5 separate regions of the Mus musculus genome follow, and regions 1, 2, 4 and 5 are each linked to region 3. Evidence: chromatin contacts called from public HiChIP or PLAC-seq and promoter capture Hi-C data. All regions are on one chromosome and are shown on one strand. Each heading gives the region's core, a stretch centred on a gene start, on an enhancer-like site or on the middle of the called end of the contact. The rest is flanking DNA. Distances are from core to core; before and after follow the strand shown.

What was found. Promoter capture Hi-C pulls out the DNA fragments that hold promoters and counts their contacts. HiChIP or PLAC-seq counts read pairs in DNA pulled down with a chosen protein or histone mark.
Region 1: a contact with region 3 is called in an H3K4me3 HiChIP or PLAC-seq map of embryonic stem cells, with 23 read pairs. The contact joins the promoter of Tmem178b here to the promoter of Dennd11 in region 3. A contact is called at or near these places in 3 of 39 promoter capture datasets (embryonic stem cells and neural stem cells), 8 of 484 Hi-C or Micro-C datasets (embryonic stem cells and stem cell-derived neural progenitor cells), 16 of 115 datasets of contacts at active chromatin or transcription factors (differentiating embryonic stem cells, embryonic basal ganglia, embryonic forebrain and 6 more) and 3 of 9 other capture datasets (adipose tissue, embryonic stem cells and pancreatic islet).
Region 2: a contact with region 3 is called in a FOXA1 HiChIP or PLAC-seq map of pancreatic cancer cells. The contact joins the promoter of Dennd2a here to the promoter of Dennd11 in region 3. A contact is called at or near these places in 2 of 39 promoter capture datasets (hippocampal neurons and liver) and 1 of 115 datasets of contacts at active chromatin or transcription factors (pancreatic cancer cells).
Region 4: an H3K4me3 HiChIP or PLAC-seq map of stem cell-derived neural progenitor cells shows a contact between it and region 3, with 5 times the contacts expected there. The contact joins the promoter of Adck2 here to the promoter of Dennd11 in region 3. A contact is called at or near these places in 3 of 39 promoter capture datasets (cranial neural crest, hippocampal neurons and liver) and 2 of 115 datasets of contacts at active chromatin or transcription factors (embryonic hindbrain and stem cell-derived neural progenitor cells).
Region 5: a contact with region 3 is called in a promoter capture Hi-C map of hippocampal neurons, with 2.5 times the contacts expected there. The contact joins the promoter of Ndufb2 here to the promoter of Dennd11 in region 3. A contact is called at or near these places in 5 of 39 promoter capture datasets (the 3T3-L1 cell line, the C10 cell line, embryonic stem cells and 1 more), 1 of 484 Hi-C or Micro-C datasets (embryonic stem cells) and 2 of 115 datasets of contacts at active chromatin or transcription factors (embryonic forebrain and embryonic hindbrain).

The regions. Positions count from the first base shown.
Region 1 is chr6:39,870,008-39,872,707 of GRCm38.p6, reverse strand. Tmem178b (transmembrane protein 178B) reads right to left here and starts at 1,272. Exons shown (of 4, transcript NM_001360978.1): 1 at 1-1,272.
Region 2 is chr6:39,556,545-39,559,244 of GRCm38.p6, reverse strand. Dennd2a (DENN/MADD domain containing 2A) reads left to right here and starts at 1,411. Exons shown (of 19, transcript NM_172477.4): 1 at 1,411-1,670.
Region 3 is chr6:40,434,817-40,437,516 of GRCm38.p6, reverse strand. It overlaps Dennd11 (DENN domain containing 11), which reads left to right and starts at 1,382. Exons shown (of 9, transcript NM_001356375.1): 1 at 1,382-1,659. The coding sequence starts at 1,392. It also overlaps a transcript of Wee2 not described here.
Region 4 is chr6:39,572,472-39,575,346 of GRCm38.p6, reverse strand. It overlaps Adck2 (aarF domain containing kinase 2), which reads right to left and starts at 1,471. Exons shown (of 8, transcript NM_178873.3): 1 at 141-1,471. The coding sequence starts at 1,046.
Region 5 is chr6:39,591,219-39,593,999 of GRCm38.p6, reverse strand. It overlaps Ndufb2 (NADH:ubiquinone oxidoreductase subunit B2), which reads right to left and starts at 1,435. Exons shown (of 4, transcript NM_001358797.1): 1 at 1,288-1,435. The coding sequence starts at 1,385.

The sequences.
Region 1 (2,700 bases), core at 23-2,522, 560 kb after region 3:
AGTGCTCTCGACCACGGCGAGGCTTGCTGGGTTTCTCTGTGCAGCTTGCTGACCGGAGTGACAGTCCTGGCTTCCTGGGAATGAATGATAGGGAGGGAGATCTGAGGACGCGACACTTCGCCGAAGGACGGATCGCGCTCACGGCCGGTTGCCCGGAGTAGGGAGTGCAGCCTGGATCTCTTTCTCTGGGACTCTCCTCCCCTTTTCGGTCTGCAGCCGAAGGCCGGGGACGCGTGCCCAGAACTGTTCTTTTCCAGGTTGGGTCTTTTCAAAGCCTGAGTCCTCTGATCACCACTAGGTCCTTGACTCCTGCCGACCCCACGGGTGCTCTCAGAAGCGAGCTGCCCGCAGACGCATGGTCTCTACCAGCCTTTGCCCGCGAGCTCCCGGATGGCCTGCCTCTGGCCTCCCCATTAAGACAGCTCCGCTTTTGGACAGCGGGGACACTCGGGCGGCGTTACGCGACTGTTCAGGGCCCGGGGTTTGCAGAGACTGGGCGGCAGCTGACGGGCGTTAGGGACGGACTGCACAGAGGAGGGCGCACCCGGAGCGCTCGGAGCTCCTTCAACACCATGGACAGGTCGCTCAGGGGTGGCGAGCTGCCCGCCCAGCCGCCAGCCTCCCCGGTGTCATGCGGCTCTCTCCAGCGCCTTCTTCTTCCTGGAGTGTGTGCACCCGGCCCTCTCCAATATCCCTTCTGCTCCACTTCACCTGGCCTTCCGCAGCCCCGCGTGCGAGATGCCCAGGTGCTGAGAAAATGCTGCGAGCACGAAGAAAACCCGGAGCCCGGCTGCTCGAAGCAACCCGCCCCCTTCGCCACCTGAGCCCAAGCACTCCAGCACCGCTTGCTCTAACCAGCTGGGGTCAGCCGCTCTCAGATTGCACCATTTTCTTCTCAGCCCACCCGGGTGCCGAGACTAGGGATCCCTCGGCCTCGTGTGGAATATCCCGTCCCGGCCTCAGCGTCCCGCGATCCGGCTCCCCGCACTGGGGTGAATGGGGCGGGGGATAGAGGGGTGGGGGAGCCTGGGCGCCTCGGCTTCACCTCCCTACCTCCTCGAGCTGCAGAGGCTTCCGGGCCTCTCAGGCTCAGGCGACGCCCGAGAGGAGCGAGAGCCCAAGCTGCACCCCAGGGGCTCCAGAAATCGCATTGCCCGGGTGTGGGCGCCCGAGAAAGCCGCTGTCACTCGCTCGGCCTCCAGGCGCTGCAGCCTTGGCTAAAACCCACAGCCGAGAACACGGAGCGCGCAGCCAAAAGCTAGTGATGTCATCCGTGCAACGTGAGCCTCATCTCTTATTTTTCTAGCCTTCTTAAAGTTAAACCACACCATTTTCCAGGCACGAAATGTCTGAGCCTTGTTCTTTGGCCAGGCAAGTCAATGGTGTCTAGGTAGGTATGGGCTCCACCACATCCATATTAATGCACATATACATATATGTAGCATGTTTACGTGTATTATTATAAATTTAGTGTTGGTGCCTACGTCTCCCGTTTCTCTTTTGACCGTGGAAAAGTCCCTTAAATTCGCCACAGTTCTTTAAAGAAGAAAATGCTTAGAGAACGGTCTTTAACCGGCTCTGGGAGAACCCCTGCACCTCGGTTTCCGCCTCTAGTGTCTCCTATTCGTTTGATCTTTGTTTTTCCCCAGAAAGCTATAAGCACTACCTTGCTAGCTACTGGCGTTTCTACCTGGAACTGAGCAGAGAGCAGCCGTGAGCCAGCGGCCGACACCCCAACACATACACACACACACACACACACACACACACACACACACACACACACCTGTCCTTACTCTTCGGCAAGAAAAGGGGACAACTAACTGATCCGTTCAAGACCAGAAGAGAGCCGCTGTGGGGTGAGAGGGCAGTTGATTTTGGAGGAGAGGAAGTTATAGGCAACCTCGGTATAGGGTTTGTCGTGATTTCCCTATGACCGCTGGATTTAGCCTCCGCAGGGCCTCTTTGAGGTGGGACCGAGACTCCAGACCTTGAAGAGGTGGGCCCCAGCTAGAGGATCCATCCCCACCCTACCCCGCCCCCTGCTTCTCTCACGTGAAGCAGAGCCGCAAAGCTGGGAGCCTCCCATCCAGCTTCACATACTAGGGGTTTCATTCTAAAGCTCACCCTTCGGTTTTCACCCTCTCTCCAAAGTCGGGGTTCCCCACTGAGGGATAAAGAGCTGCCCTGGGGAAAAGAGAGTGCCCTAGGGACCCAGCTTTGCACAGCAGGACTTGTGAGTCGAAAGGAACGCACCTCCACCATATTCTTTTTGTCTTTTTTTTTTTTTTTCCTCCCTGCATTTTGAAAATCGCGAACAAGGCGTTTCAGTGCCATCTAGTGGGGGAGGGGCGTGCCTTGTTTTTCAGTCTTGAATTCTATAAGGGGATTTACTTCGTGAAGAGAAGTCATTAGGATTACCTACTTGGTTCTTAGATGATGCTCGGCTGGTCTAGAAGTTACAGGCACCTGCTAGTCCACATCATCCTCAGAGGTCCCTGGGATGCCCTGATAAAGCTGAGCGACTTTGGCCAGGGTGTCTTCTCCTTATCTTTTTCTCAATTCTATTTGTGTCCTTGAAAATAGGGATACATTTGGCATACATGCAAACACTACTAAAGCTATTTCTACCCCTAAAGCTAAGTGGGAGTGCTTTTCACCTAGTAGGGTACCTGCATATGACAATAGAAGGGAAACTGA
Region 2 (2,700 bases), core at 162-2,661, 880 kb after region 3:
ACTCTGGGTCTGTACCTATCCCACCCCCAACTGGCCACCCCAACCTAAGCTTTAGGCCATTAGGCTACTCTTGAAGGTCTCTAATAGCCAGGAAGGAGACTGGCTGGCACCTACCCTCAGGGCAGATAAATTGTCACTGTCAGGCCTGAGCACTTAGCATCTGGTGTTTCTCTGCTTGGACCCCTTTGCCTTTAGCATAATATTCAAATTCTGCCCAGGCCACTTGAATCCCTCCAGGCCTACCCATCGATCCTTATTCCCTCCCACTTAAGGGTCCCCCAAATACCATAATGTGACACCCCCACAACACCAGTCACACTCTTCCCTCTTTTCAGGCTGTCTTTTCTTGCCCTGTTTCTCCACCTTCTATAACTGATTCACTATCGCTGGTCACCAAAGCCCCAGAGAATGCCCCAGCCTGTGTTGGCTCCCTTAAGGCCCCCACAGCATTTTCAAGTGGACTCCAATTTGGCAATCCTTTTTTTTTTTTTTTTTTTAAGATTTATTTATTTATTATATGTAAGTACACTGTAGCTGTCTTCAGACACTCCAGAAGAGGGAGTCAGATCTCATTACGGATGGTTGTGAGCCACCATGTGGTTGCTGGGATTTGAACTCTGGACCTTTGGAAGAGCAGTCGGGTGCTCTTACCCACTGAGCCATCTCACCAGCCCCCCAATTTGGCAATCCTACTGTCTTAAAAACCTCCTGTGTGAGTGCTTTGACTGCACCCTGTGTACGTGGGACCGTGGGACCGTGGAACCGTGGGACCGTGGGACCGGTGTGCTGTAGAAAGCCAGTTCTCTGATCACTTTTCCTGACCAGGGCTTGGGACCCATTCTGTACCCTTCTGTAGGGAGGTGGGCCCCTGGATCCTTATGGCCCAGGCTCCTGAGTTGCTTAGGGGCAAATATGGACCCTTGGGTCCAAATAGCTTGTCTCATGACTGTGAGTTGTTGCTTATGGGCAAACTGGGCCTCGAAGGCCTATCTCATGACTGTCAGTTGCTTGGGGGCAAATGTGGAGCCCAATTCTGCCTGAGGCGTCCACCCTAACTGCTCAGAAACAAAGCAAGGGCAGGGAGTGTGGCTACGGCTTTGGTGCTGTCTAAATCTGGTTCTCGGCCCCTGGCTAAGCGCATCTCAAGAATGGACCTCAGTCGGGGTAGCAGAGAACCGGTTCGGCGATCTTCAGCACAGAAAAGGTTAAGCCACCGTCTCCCCCACCCCTCGAAAGGCGAGGGGGCGAGTGAGTGCGGCAGAAGGTCCTGTTTACCGTGGCTCCCCTCGGCGGCGGGCCCTGGGAGAGTGGTTGCTGTGGCAACCGGCCGGGCGCCCGCCAGCTGCGGATTAGCTCACTGGAGCCGCGGGATGGGTCGGGAGGAGGGGGCGCGCGTCACTGCAGACGGTCGCGGCGCAGCCCAGGGCAGAGGAAGGGGCCGCGCGCGCGGGAGGCCAGAGGAGACGCAGCACGCCTCCGAGGCCGGAGGCGGCGGGGACCGGACGGGAGCGCGCGCGGCGGGGACCCGAGGGGCTCGCGGCGGCCGGGGGAGGCCGCGCGGACAAAGGCGCGGAGGGCAGCGGGCCATGGCGCCCCAGGCCCCCGCCGCCCCTGCCCCGGGCGACCGCGAGTTGCGCCCCAGAACCCGCGGAGCCGACGCCCGTAGAGAGGTAGGGCTGGGCGCCGGAGTGCGGGCGACCTCGGGGGAGACCCGGGAGGGTACGCGCGGGGGCGACGAGGAGACTGCAGGCGCAAGCCGGGGCTCCTCGCAGGCGGCGCTGGGGACGCTTCAGCGGGGCCCTGGGGACCCGCGCAGGAAGCGATCCACAGCTCTTTCCCGGGTCGGGCTAACTTCAGGGCCGAAGAAACTTGCAGAAACTGGGCAGAGCCCGGCCCTGCGCTGTGCCGGAGCTCCCGGGCGGCTGTGAGTGAGTACGCGCGTGTGAGACCGAGTGTGTACGCTGGGGTGGGGGAGTCCAGGCGGCTCTAGTCGGGATTTGTCGTGGTGGAAAGTGGGGTACGTTGAAGTTTACTTCTCCCACTTTCCTCCCCAAGGATGGAGTTGGGAGTAGATGGAGCCCAGGGTAAGTCTCTTAACCACACAGGATATAGTCCTGTGCAGGAGAGTCACTGTGATATGGAGTCAGACCACTGAGCCAGAGGGAGCTCAGCGCCCGGAATCCTGTAGTGAGGGGCAGACACAGGAAGCTAAGGAGTGCCTTCCTTTGGCCCTGGATTGGAACAAGGAGAGAGCTGGGACCCTAATTTAACCAGCCTGCTGAGGAAGGAGCAGGCTGACTTCTGGCCGGGTGCTCTGATGGCTTTCAGGGTTGTGACTATAGCTCCCCAAAAGACAGGTAATTGTGGAGTGTGGTAATAGTGTTATAATAGGCACTTTACAGTAATTTGTTATGAAACACTTGCACCTGCTGTGGTTACTATAGAAAAGCCTTTCTCCTTCAGTACCAAACACCTGAAGAGTTGAATAGGCTCTTTAGGGAATGGACCACAGAGGAGAGAGTTGGAGATTCAGAGAGGAAGCAGAAGGCAAACAGAAACAGACAGTTTATTTATTTGAGACAGGGTCTCAGTATGTGACCCAGGCTGGCCTCAAACTTAAAGTCCTCCCTTTTGTCTTAACTCTCTAAATTCAGGATTACTGGTAGGCAGGCAGGCTCAGTTCAGGGACTTGTTTGTTTG
Region 3 (2,700 bases), core at 133-2,632:
ATTTGCCCTAAAACCGGTGACTTTGGAAAGTGGTTAAGGATTATCTATCAACCGAGTTTTGTATCTAAAAATAGAATCTTGTACTTCTCAACTTCAGCTTTGGCTGTGCCTCAGTTTCTGAAGTAGTGGGCTTTGTTGTCTGGCCTTCAGAGTTTGTGCAAAACTCAAGCAGATGTGCCCTTGAATTTAAACTGGATTGTGCCCTAGCCCTGGCTTGGACTGTACATTCCCCAGACTCCCATTTCAGTAATTACTCCATTAATTGAGTGAGGTAGTCACTTAACATGTCTTTAGGGGATGGGGGTTAGGGTGAACTAACTAATGATGATGACAGCAATCACTACTTTTTGGTAAAACGTTTTACTGTTAAGGCGTGAGTCACATATTTGGAACTAGCAGCAGCTGTGGGTAGGCAGTCATTGATGATCCTCTTGGGAACAGGATCAAAGCAGGGAGACCTGGGCTTCACAAAGTCCCTGGAGTTAACAGGTAACACAAAAATTTTACCAAGTCCTTGTCAGAAACATGAGGTGAATTCTATCTAAAAATAATTGTCTCTTGCTATCTTATTTTTTTCATAATTTTAATGGATATTTCTTATGCATACCTCTAAGTTAGTCACCAGATTTACCCCCTTCCAAGAACTGAGAAATTCAAATTTTTATTTGTAAATATTCAGAGGGAATTCATTGGCAATCCTTACTTACCAAAGCCACAGACAGGCTTAAGGGCTGCTTTCCTACTCACTTTTTCCTGCTTATTTTAATGTAGAATGCCCCCCACCCCCACCCCAGCCCTCCAGCTTAATATCTCCAAACTGCATATATGCAAGGAAATAAATTAATGATCACTATCTCGACCAGCCTGTTATATAAATAAAGTTAAATGCCCAATGGCAACCTTACAGTCCTTTTGATCTTGATTTGTGTGTGTATTTGAAACACTTGGGATGTCCTCTGCTTCACTTCCTGACTTGGAGGCAGTTTTCACCAAGCTCTCGGGATTATATAATATATGTGCTCCGCTCCATAATGGTGACGTTCAAAAATTCACAGTGGAATCCTAGTTGGGAAGGCTCTTCAACCCACGCGCAGGTGACAGACTAAGGGATGCGCGTCCTGCACCCTACACTATGGATCAAGAGCACCCACATACAGAGATGCAGAGCTGAAGCCCGGACCAGGCCACGGGGCGCTGAACCCGTGCGGGCCACCTTCCAGAGCTCCGGGACCAAGCAAGTGCGCTGGTGTCCGAGCAGGGGCAGGTGTGGCCAAGCCCAGCGGGCACCCAGAGAGCCTCCGCACCGCAGAAAGCGGCAGGGCGGGCAGGCCCGGAGGGGAGTGCCCGCAGCCTGCCCCGCCCCTCGCGCCCCGGCTCCGCCTCGCCTCGCCATGGTGGAGCAGGGAGACGCGGCGCCGCTGCTGCGCTGGGCCGAGGGCCCCGCGGTCTCTGTGCCGCAGGACCCCGCGCTGCAAGCTGGAGGATGGGTCCGGGGCGGCAGTGGGGAGGGCCGAGTGGCCGCGGAGGCGCCCCGAAGGCGGGAACCCGACGAGCCAGCTCCCCCCGAAGTGCTGCTGCAGCCGGGGCGCCTAGAGCTAGGCGACGTAGAGGAGGACCAGGTGGTGGCCGTGTTCGTGGTCACCTTCGATCCTCGCTCCGGTGAGAGCCACTTAGGGATGGAAGGATTGGGGGGGGGCGGTGGGGGAGACTGCACACTGGGTTTCGGGGGCGCGGGGGAGGGACTCGCTGCGCACGCACTCGCACCCACACACCTGCATCCCTCCCTGCCCGGGGGTCCCGGGGCACGGGGGCGCTGTGTCTCCAGACTGGAGCCGAGGGATCCCGGGGGCTTTGTTCCGCCCCCTGCTCCGTCCCGCCGCCGCTCTCAGCTCCGCTCCGCCGCCTAGTCGCCGCTCTCCTATTTGCTCCGCTTCAGTGCGGGAGGATTGGTTTGCGGCAGCGGGCACATTGGCTTTTGTTTTCTCTGTTTTCCTGCTGGGCTGAAAGGTTCTTATAGACGCCGAGAGGAAGACACCCCCCCCCCTCCCGCGTACGTCGCCTCCCACGAGGGTTCAGAACGACCCTGCTCTGCGCCTGCCCTTGCTCCGGATTGCTCCCTGCGCCGTAACTTTCCCAGCCGCCTAGTTCACTTTCTCCGAAGGCTTCATTTTTAGGAATTAACGTGAGAGCGTTAGGGGATGGGGCTGGAGAAGCTTTCGCTGGCAGGCTGCCTTTCTGGGAAGACTCACTGGCTGTGTCACACCGTCTCTACCCTAGCCACCCACTCCGGGGTGGGGAGTGCGTTGCAACAGTAGGCGGTTCCGCGAGGGGATAAAAGTGAACGAATGGCTGTGGGCTCCAGCTTAAGGCATTGGAATCCCCCAGCTGCTTATTTGAGGAAGAGGAATGCTCGGATGCTTCTTCCTCGATTTCTCCTTTGAGCTGCTAGCGTGAGGAGCTGGTGTTTGTGAGGGAAGGATGGTTTTCTTCCTTCTGGAAGTTCCCAGCCAGTCTTCCAACCCTGAGAGGATGGATGGGCTAGGAAGAAGAAATAGGATTATGTGCCAGGTACTTCAGAGATGATGGATGCTGGTGGCTTCTAGGGTGGGTGGCTTAACCATGGTCAACGATTCTGAGCCAGCAAACAGGCTCCTTACAAAGGCGAATGCCCTATTCCTAGCGGCAGGACTTGTGGGAAGA
Region 4 (2,875 bases), core at 222-2,721, 860 kb after region 3:
AAGCATTTTTGGAGAAGGAATACTCAGTCTTAGAACAGAAAGCAATGTGCCCCTCACGAGGGTCTCTTTCGGATCTGGGGCAGACAGCTCAGTGGGTAGGTACTTGATTAAAGTGCTAGGCAAGGTCTGAGAGCACTTACTTTCACTGCCACTGGGATGAGGTGATCTGACTTAGGCAGATGCCAGGGAGCCTGAGACACACCCACTTCTGACCCACCAAGGTCAGCTTTAGGAAGAAGCAGTTTTTCTAGAAATGCTTCGTCGGCAAGGTTTTCTGAAGGCTTCCGGTCTTTCATAAAGGGCTCTCTCTGCATCACCACGGCCCTGGTTCCTGGGGCAGAGAGCTCCCCAAGTCTCCAGATCCTGTCTTCCTCCAACAAGGAAATACTAGCGAACGCTTTGTACACTTGGGCCACACAACCTGAACCTACAGGTTCCCGGGTCTCGAAAAAGAGGAGGCTGCCCCAATCCTCCCCAAATGCCTGCTGGAGTAAGTATTCCGTCCTTGCCCAAGGGTGGGGGGTCACCTGGACATGCAGCTTGGAGAACTGGGTACAGAAAGCCTCTGAAAAGAGGTCGCGCCGGGTGCTGGCCCATTGGCCCAATTTGATATATGTTGGGCCTGAGGTCTCTGTAGCTTTGAAAAGCAGATGGAGCCAGAGGGTGGAGAGGCCAGGGGCCAAGTAGGTGAGAGGGTACAAGAAGAGGAGGGGGAAGAATTTCGCCAAGAGCACACCAGCGCGGAGCCCTAGGCGGAGACACAGTAAGACGCGGGCCAGAGGCCCTTCTTGGGCCACCTTCTCCACTAGTCCATTTTCCGCCAGGTCACTCCAGTGAGTCTTTCTCTGGCACAAGCTGCCAGGCGCCCCCTCTCCAACACTGCCATGGGCTGAGATTAATTTGGGCAAAGTACCTAGCAGAAACCAACATAGTCTGGCATTGCGAGAGCATCCCAGGGGTCTGGAATGCCCAAGTTCCTTTCTGAACTCAAAGCATCTTAAGTGTGACAAGCAGACCCTGACAGACAAACGCCAGGGGGTCACCATCCTCTCTAGACCCCTTGGCCTAGACTGCTTGTTCTCTACCTAAAGGGAAGCCATTGTGGAGACGCTCCGTGCCGAAGCGGGGATGAGTCGGACCGCGCCCCCTAGCGCAGCCCAGGAGGGGAGGGATAACGGGGACCTGAGCCGGGGACCACGGGTGACAAGCTGTCCAGCGCCAGAGCTCAGAGTGCAGGGAGTCGCCGAGCGCCAGGGACGGAGATGCGGACCCGCGGCCTAGAGAGAACGACGAAGCCTCAGAGGGCCGCGGGAAGACCTGAGAGGCGCGCTCCGGCGGGCTCACGGGCCAGGCTCCCGGGGGGCGGCGGAGATGCCGAGCCGATGGCTCGGGACCTGCACAGAGCGGGCAGTGACAACCAGGCAGAGAGAGAGAGCACTAAGCGTCCGGGCCAGCGCTGCTCCCAGCTTCCGGTACCTGGTTCCGCCCTCTCTGCCCACGACATGCTCCTTAAAGGGGCCACGGCGCGAACTAGGGCAAAAGCGCCTGGGCACATCGAGTTCCTGTGATGATTTAGAGAAAAAACGCAGACGCGAGCTCTGTAGCCCTCTTTTCCGCGTCTGCCTTTCCTCTTCACAGCCTCGTAGCTTAAATCCTAGAAATATTAAACTACACTGAATATTACAAGTGGGTCCAAAGGAAGGACAGATTTTTCAGCTGCTGAGTTCTTGAGTCTCAGGCTACGCTGACTTAGCGGCGGTGTTTAGACCTTAGGGAATGGCTTATACACTTAACTAAGACTTATTGAGCCAAATCAGGTCTTTCTTGAATTTAATTTAATATTTGTTGAGTCACAAGAATATATACTAAACTAGATAGGTAACGATATTATTTTATGTCAAGCCCAACGAAATAAATGAGTTCGATCCGTGGAACCTACATGAAGGAAGGATGTCACCAATTCCTTTTAAGTCGTGTCCCCCACATACAAAATAAATGTCATAGAAATAAAAATGTAGCAAGGGCCACAGAAGCAGTGAGGAGCTGGTTGAATCATAGGCTGGGCTACTTTGGAGAAGAAAAAAAGGGTGTTGGGAGAGGAGCCAAATAAAAGTTCCAAAGTAGGAAAGACTTTTGATGTTCTGAGGGGTGTGTGTGTGTGTGTGTGTGTGTGTGTGTGTGTGTAGGTGATAGAGCATGGGAACTGAGCCTACATAGCCAGGGAAAGGGCTTGCAATTTCTTCTCAGCGCTCTGGAACTTAAAAAGCTGCCTGCCCTGGGGCACCACAGTCCCTACTACCTATCAACAGCTTTTGTCCCTGTGTGGAAAGAAATTTGCACAAAAGTCTGACCAAGGGTAGATTTAAAGACATCCCAGGTGAAAAGGATTATAGAAAAAGAGAAACAAGGACAAGGCCAGGGTTCCTATCACTGGACATGTCATTCAACCTCAAGACACACACCCCCTGGCCATCCAGAAGGCTCAGAAGATATAGTAATTTCTCCAAAGGTAAGATCAGGGCCACTAACAGTCAGGAATAGTGGAGTGGCCAATGGCTCTTCCTGTATGGTCAATAACAGTCCAGTTCCTAACTCTAAAAGATGGGGTACACCCTTTGGGTTTCCCAAGGCAGACATGATGCCTTACACTGCTTTGAAATGTGGTCAGGTGTCAGGCACGGTGCCCTCACTTTCAATTCCAGTAGGAAAGAAGGAAGGAAGGAAAGAAGGAAGGAAGGAAGGAAGGAAGGAAGGAAGGAAGGAAGGAAGGAAGGAAGGGGGAGGTAAGGAAGGAGGGAAGGAGGGAAGGGAAGGAAGGGGTGGGCAAAATCTGTGAGTTGGAGGTCAGTCTGCTTTGTATAGCAAGCTCCAGGCC
Region 5 (2,781 bases), core at 186-2,685, 840 kb after region 3:
TTCCGAAGGTCCAGAGTTCAAATCCCAGCAACCACATGGTGGCTCACAACCATCCGTACACGAGATCTGACTCCCTCTTCTGAAGTGTCTGAAGACAGCTACAATGTACTTTCATATAATAAATAAATAAATCTTAAAAAAAAAAAAAAAAGTATCAGTAACTGAGCACAAATGCCTGGGAAGCCAGTACTGAAGCTGGCATTCACAGGGATCCCACTCTGACGACTCAGAGACCCAAGACAAGTGGTCTATCATTAGACTCCTGAATCAAGCTGTAGCCCCATAATGAAAGGGCGAAAAGTAATAATAAATCAACGAGAAGGAAACTGAAACTTAGTTACCAGAAGCCAAACTTCAGGTAAGTTTCCACCTGAACTATTGCTGGGTTGGACCTTTTGTGGCCCAAAAACCCAAACCAAGGGCTGGGAACTTAGATGAATAGTGGAACCCTTCTTCCCCCGTTGGAGGTAAGGGAAATCCAAGCTAAGTAGTGAAACTGGACGGGAAGCATCCCCAAAACGGTATGAAGATCTTAAAAGAAATCTCGGTGGACAAAACCTGCCAGGTTATATGCGAGCGAGAGAGAGACAGAGACAGAGAGACAGAGACAGACAGAGACTGAGAGACAGATCAATACAACAAAATAAAGCTATAAGTATTACAAATCTCGGGTGGAGAGAAGGCAAAATGAGTAAGACACAGCATCCAATCTAGGATTTAAAGTGCCAAATCTAAACACTGACTTGGGGGCGCACGCCTTTAATCCCAGCACTCCGAAAGCAGAGACAGGAGGATCACTAATGAGTTCCAGGTCAGTCGAGGCTACACAGTGAGGCTCAAAAAAAGTGCCAAATTTTAATCGTAAAAATGTACCTAATGGTGAAAAGAACAGACTATACTACCTTACTGACTCAAGGTCTCCGTGTCTGCCCTGCCTGGACCCGTCTTGTCTCTGAGCCCATCTCCACCCGTCTCCATGCGCTCGGGACCTCCACTAGCCAGCTGCTTGGAAGGCTCAGTCCGGGAGACTGTGCGGGACTGGATTCTTATCACTCGGGTCTTAGTTAACGCCTCTCTCCCGCAACCCTGCGCCATCCCTTCACCTCTAGCCCACCAAGCCGACTAAAAGGCCAGTCTCGGTCCAGGCAAAACTACAAGACCCAGCATGCCTCGGGCGGCAGCGGAGTTTCACGCACCCTCCCGGGCGACTGCTTCAAGGTGACAGCGTCCGGATGGCAGCGCTGCCTGTTCAAGCCGGCCGAACCCTCGCCCCCGCCCGACACTCACTGACGGACTCCACTGTCTCCAGCCGCCCGCGCGCGGCAGCCCCGGAGCAGGCGGCCTCCGACGCGGCCGAAAGGTACCAGACGGGTGAGCGCAGACATACTAGCAAGACTGCAGTTCCCACCCCTGATGCGTCACTTCCCCGAGTCCCGGCCCGTGACGTCACTGCGTCGCACTGCGTCTCTACCCGGGCTGATGGTAGGCCACAGGGGACAAGTTCAAGCCATTGGCGGACCTTAGAGGCTCCAGGTTAACGGGCAGATAGGTCGTCCTTCAGGAGGAGCCCTGGCTGCCTCGTGGCACAGCCTGGCAAGGTGCTCTTGGCTGACCTTACTGCTGCTCCCTGCTTTGGCTCATATAGACGGTGCTTTCATGCATGTTCTTGCCACTGTGGGCCCTTGTTAAAGGCCTAAGCCCTTTCTGAACCACGCAATGTTTATTTTATAACATCGCAATGTTTATTTTATAGCATCGTTGTTTCAGCATTGTTCTGAATGACTAATCAGCCAGGGTGTTAAATTTCAGAACCTGGACTGGTGGCACGGGAATCACCTGAGGAACCCAACCCGGCACACTCGGAATAAGTCGGCCAGGAACATGGGGGAAAGTTCCTAACGCCTCGAGCCTTAGCCAATTCGAGGTTTTTTGGCATTTCCTCTTGTTATTAATGTAATAAGCAAGCAGAAAAATAAGGACATGAGGGCAGTCCAGTTAAGATGCAACACCAAGATGGCAACAAATCGAGACCTGACTTCAGCCGTAGAAATGTACTCGCAGTGGGAGCTGTAACACAAATAGATGCACGTAGACGCGCAGATGCGCTCAGTCTCCGGCCATTAGTGGGGAGGGAATATGAATTTTCAAGCTCATCCTCATAAAACAAGACATACATATCTGTTCCGAGTTACTAGGTCTATAGGATAGCCTACTGTCATCTTTCCAGAAAAACTAATTTTTTCACTCACTTCAGATTTCCTTCAAGAAACAAAGGCTCCACTGGCTATTAAAATAGTCCGCCTTCCTCGGCCTGCTTTTTTCTCTCAGTATTGCCTCTGTTGAAATCTGGATAGACTCCAAACCTAAGACTACTCCTAACCCCAAGAGGTTGTGAGAAACGGACTTTTTTCTATAAACAGTAGCTAGCACACCAACAGTCAATACTCTAATAATCTCCACCTTGTAAAATTATTCAAGTATTTTAATCATCTGGAAAACCTGTTTACACAAAGGCCTTCCATTCTGACGACAAGAGCTATGGACCCCTTCCTTCCCTCCTTCCTTTGCATCTATTAGGAACTATCCAACCATGGCAGAGTCTGAGGTCGCACTCTACCAATAGGATGAGACACAGTCATCACCTGTATTAGAATAACAACTGAACTTCCCGCCCTAGTGTGCTTGCAAGGCCACTGTAAGTTATGGCACATTTTACCAAAAGAAAAATTAATAATAATAATAATAATATGTTGCTTTGCAGGATTACTTTCGCTATGATCT